Regions from separate parts of the Lactuca sativa genome. Here region 1 is linked to region 2. Evidence: chromatin contacts called from public Hi-C data. All regions are on one chromosome and are shown on one strand. The core of a region is the stretch at or near the end of the contact, and the rest is flanking DNA. Distances in the headings are between cores, read along the strand shown. Region 1 holds the start of LOC111901411 (ABC transporter G family member 25). Region 2 holds the start of LOC111902325.

Region 1 (2,700 bases), core at 119-2,618, 210 kb before region 2:
CGTTTTTTATTTAAATATTTAAACCAAAAGTAAAGCCAATATTTACAACGTTGATGTATAAGTTTTAACTTTATCTGCATGATCGTTGAGTTGGGTCAATTAATTAATTTCATGAGACCCGATGGAGTGTTTAAGGTTTTCACTAGCTACACAGTTATTATAGACAGTCTAGGAATGGATGTTTGAGGAGACAGTCACGGATATCATGATATAAAAGTGTATATAGGAGTATGAAATTGATTACCGTTTGCAAGATCAAGCAGAAAATCAGCTGGATTCATCGGAAAAGATGGCCGGAAATCAACCGACTCAAAGTAACTCATGGCCTCCGACGCTTTCCCAAAGTAAATGCACCTTCCTTCCGACAAAACCAGCACAGTATCAAACATCTGGAACACCCTGCTCGACGGCTGGTGCACCGACGTAACAACCGTCTTTCCCTTCTGGTGTGCCAACCCAGCTAGGGTGGACACCAGCCTGTGCGCCGCCGTCGAGTCCAGACCTGACGTCGGTTCGTCTAGTATCAATAAGCTCGGATTTACCAACATCTCATGTGCGATGCTCACGCGCTTACGTTCCCCGCCGGAGACCCCACGGATAAACGTATTACCTATGATGGTATTCTCGCATTTCGACAAACCCAGCTCTGCGATCACGGAATCCGCCACCTCCGTTTTCTCCCCCCGGGTGAGGCTCTGCGGAAGACGGAGAAGGGCGCAGAAGATTAAAGTTTCCCGGACAGTGAGGTGGGGGTACAGTACGTCGTCCTGGGTGACAAACCCAGTTCGTCGGAGTACTGTTTTCGACAATTTACGACCGTTGGCAAGTACTGTTCCGGTGAACTGGTGTCCATGTAGCCTCCCCCCAAGCGCGTTCAGGAGGGTGGACTTCCCGCTCCCCGACGGGCCCAAGACGGCCAGGAGTTCACCAGGGTGTACCATTCCAGTGATCCCCTCCAAGATGCTACGTTCTTGGATCCTACTGCAATCGTCACTAGTCGAGGTTTCACTTCCGCCCAATATGCTCCCAATCAAGTTGTTTCCACCATTATTTTCAATCTTCACTCTATAACAGATGTCAATGAACTGCAAAATCGAACAAACAATCAGCATCGATCACACGTACAAGTACAACAGAAAAAAAAAATTATATATACCTTCAGATGGACGGGAGACGAAGACGACGAGATCCCTAAGGACTGGTTTTTGGGTGGATGAGTGGTATGATGTTCTTGAGTCATATTTTTTTATTTTTTTATGTTAGAGATAAAATCATAAAATAGAAGAAAATGAAGGGAATGAACACAAGAATGAAGATGGGAGTATTTATGGAGATCATGGGGGATGTTGACAGTGGGTTCCGACGTCAAAAGAGGGTGACACACGTTAAGGGGAAAATTGGTACGTGGCAGGTGTAGGTGATGGTTGATTCTCCTTTTAGTTAAAAGTTGGCTCCACTCCCCAATTATATTTTGTGCTTTAGTTTTACATCCTTTATTTGCATGGTTCGTATCTTAAATATTTTATTATACATGTTTTATTAATTTTAAAGTTAGGTGCACATGTATAAAGAATTATAATTTGTTTGGATCTCAATAACTAGCCATGGGTTTCAACATGTTGGTGACGATTTGTGATTGTAAGAAGTTAATAATACATCTCTTTTAAACTTTTCTTGTCCTAATTTCTATATCTCGTTCGGTCTAAAAGTTTATTTATTTATTTATTTTTTCTATCCCTTTTTAACATCCGATAAATGCGTTGGCAGTGCCTCTTTTTGTTGCCCAATTGCCTTTGCTTAATGTCTTTTAGACCGCAAGGTGGTATGTGTGCAAAACTCCCGTTATTTTTTTTAGACCGCAAGGTATGTGCGCAAAACTCCCTTTATTTATTTATTTATTTTTTTTTCTGTCACATTTCTAATCCTACTTTTCTTTCCTCACCAAAAGTAAGATAATGTGCCGGAACCTTCGTTCACTTTTTATTTTTTGTTTTTTTTTTTATAAAATTAATTGATTTTGATGATTTATAAATTTTTTTAAATAAATAATAAACATAAATTTTAATAAAAAATAAAAATTAATTCATTAGTTAAAAATAACATTCAAAGATACATTAAAATAAGCAATTTTAAAAATTATATATATATATATATATATATATATATATATATATATATATATATATATATATATATATATTAGAAAAAACAAATATTAAAAAACCACAACTTAGAAAACATAATTAATATCCGAATTAAAAAAAAATACGTCACTTGGAATCACCATCCTCGGCATCGAACTCATCATCGTCGTTCTTATCAACGTCATTCTCATCATCAGAATCCTCGCTCTCGACGAACATATCCGAATTATCATTTGATTCGTCAAACATATCGTCGTGTCAATACTCTGTCTGTCACACCTCCAAACCGAAATAACAGAAATGTTTGGGGGTGGATGACGTCATGTACACTATCACAACAATTGAAAAATAGTAATCAAAGCAACAACAACTATTGTATTGATAACATAGCATTTACATTGTATTCAAAACATTACTTGTTTAACGTTAATACTTTTGGGTTTTTAGCATTCTAACACTCCTAGGTATACATGCAACCCTAAATACCTTGGATCTATGTTTTCTCTATTATACATGCAAATATGAACTTTCCAAGGTATTCATCCTAACTAGCATA
Region 2 (2,700 bases), core at 21-2,520:
TCGTCCTTTGATATTTGTTTAATTATCTTAGTCATATATTATAGCATTTGCAATCGATCCTATACCTGAAGCGTATGGGACACGATGCATAATGTCTTACAAGCATAACATTTATGCTCCCACTATCATGATGATTATTATCATATAAGCATAACACTTATGGTCCCACTAGCTTTGACTTGTATTCAGAAAATAGCTTAATTTCGAGAAAACAATACCTATTGAAGTGGTTTACTAGACCTTTCCTAACCATGTAAGCTATATTTTTTTTGCTAAGAACAACCGATTTTACTTTTGCTAAATGGCTTCAACTGAGCACTTTTCTTCAAAAGTTAATTTAACTAATGTTTATCTGAACCTTACCATTCCAATTCCGTTTCAAATATATTTCAATAGCTATTTTTTCTTTCCAAGGCATATAAATCATTTTAAACATTGTCACGATTTTGTTACATTTCGAAAACTTAAAAACACTTTCTTTTATAAAAGTGTTTAAACCCTATGATAAAACCTAAACATATGACACTGAAATTCATATTATGTGTAAAAACTTCATCGGATCTTTCAAACCACTTTTGTTTTGACTCTTTTGACTACTTTCTCATTTAGACATTGTAATTTACTTAAATGTGTTTTCTTGAAATCCAATATGATAAATTTGCAACTTTCTACTTCAAATATGTTTATAAAACATCTCTATTGCCTACATTTCAAAACATACCTTATTTGTTTATTTTATTTCAAATTAGTTTTATAATCTGTAAAGTTTATAAAATTTAAAGCATTGTAAAACTTAGTGTTCACTTTTAAACTTCCTGTGATGCACTTTCAACAATGTACAATTATTCTTCTAAATAAGTTGAGCCTTTGCCTTATCCATTTTAACATTTCTTGGACTCCAGTCTAGAAAGTCAAAACTGTCAGATTTTCAATTACCAGTTTTAATGTTTCTTCTTTTTCATAAACAAAGTCTAACTTAATAGATAACTCATGAATTTTTAGGAAACACTTTAAAACTTCAACATGACTATTTAATCATCAACATAAATCAAATATTGAAGTTTGAAATATATCTCAACCTGGTTTCAAATCTACCTGTATCTATTATATATATATATATATATATATATATATATATATATATATATATCTATTATATATATATATATATATATATATATATATATATATATATATATATATATATATATATATATATATATATATATATTAAAGTTGTGTTGCAAGATAAATAGTGAACTTGCGAGTTTTTGATAGAAATGGTCTCTTGATTATAGAATTTTTGTATAAGGATGGAAAATATTCTTTTCTCCTGTCCACATGTTGGTCATCGTGCCCAGTTTCACATATGACCGTCCTTAGAACAGTGCGGTTTGCCGGTTATTTTATCCCCACACCACCTGTAGGTAATCTATCCTTTCAGTTTCTTCCTTATCTATAGCGGTAACTGGGAGAAGTAGAGGCCTCCACAACTTTCAGGTTTTCTTCAGACGTGTCTTCCCGATCCTTCCACCACCGATCAGTTTTTTTCTGCGTTCTGTTCTAAACTGAGTCGGATCAAACCGACAAAACCCTCAACCCATTTACCATCGGCGTCACCATCTTCTCTATATTCTACAACCGTGTGATTAGGGCTTCCTCCATTGATTGGTGGAGCCCAGAAGACATCGTTACGGCTTGTGAAAGCCATCGACTCTTCCTCTCTTTCTTCTTTCTATCAATCCTTGTCTGTGATTTCAATTCCACCGTATATGTCTCTCAATCCTTCTGTCTTCCACTCCTCATCTACCATCTCTTTTACCTAGGTTTCGTTTATTAGCGTCGAGCGAGCATCCCCGAATTGGAGCTACAAACATGTTACTTTGCCATAATCTTTACAATTCGCAACTTTTTCATGTATCCCATACTCCAAATTAACAAGGGTTTTGATTTTTGGTCGCAATTTTGGGACCTAAATTTTTGTTACTAGTATCCTCCACCCCTCCACTGCTGCCTATCTTACGATTCCTTCTTACCACCATTGGACCGGTCTATGCAACCATCAGACCATCAGACGACTTAACAGGTCCATACTTAGTTCTTGCAGTTTTGTTACTCTAGTTTTGTTCCTACATGTTTGATTTTTTTCTTTTTGCCTCATGGTTTGTGATAAAAGTAAAACAAGCAATATTTGTTGAAACATGCTTCGCTTCGTCGTTGTCCAGCAAATGTGGGAATATGCTATACGACTGTGATAGTGTTCATCACAATCGGCTTAAGGTGTGGGAGTGGAGGAAGCAATGGTTTTGCCAGAATTGCAGGTAAGCAAATCATCTTCTTTTTGATGCAAATATCTACGGTTTCTTCATTCAATTTCACTTGCACATGTTTGAACTTCTGTTTTGTTTTTGCTTCCATCACGGTCCGAAGCACACACAATCAACCTCTATCCTAAAATTGGCTTCAAGAGCCCAAGCTCAGATTCAACGAACTTGGAATCTTCACCGAAATCACCAGGTATCCCATCCCAAAATTTCTAGGTTTTAAGATGTGGATTGAAAATAATCACAAATTTAACCATAGGAATGTTGTTGGGTTTTATAATTTGTCTTCCAAATTTTTTTCAGGAAAAACAGTTGGATTCTCAATAGGTAATCGCTTTACCTATTCTAACAAACGGGATCCATCTGGGAAGAGCAA

What was found. Hi-C and Micro-C count contacts between places; a contact is called where the count stands out from the background.
Region 1: a Hi-C map of seed shows a contact between it and region 2, with 6 times the contacts expected there. The contact joins the promoter of LOC111901411 here to the promoter of LOC111902325 in region 2. A contact is called at or near these places in 2 of 4 Hi-C or Micro-C datasets (leaf and seed).

The regions. Positions count from the first base shown.
Region 1 is chr4:273,174,534-273,177,233 of Lsat_Salinas_v11, reverse strand. LOC111901411 (ABC transporter G family member 25) reads right to left here and starts at 1,368. Exons shown (of 4, transcript XM_023897261.3): 1 at 1,157-1,368; 2 at 245-1,085. The coding sequence starts at 1,240.
Region 2 is chr4:272,963,961-272,966,660 of Lsat_Salinas_v11, reverse strand. It overlaps LOC111902325, which reads left to right and starts at 1,270. Exons shown (of 8, transcript XM_052770584.1): 1 at 1,270-2,086; 2 at 2,226-2,517; 3 at 2,628-2,700.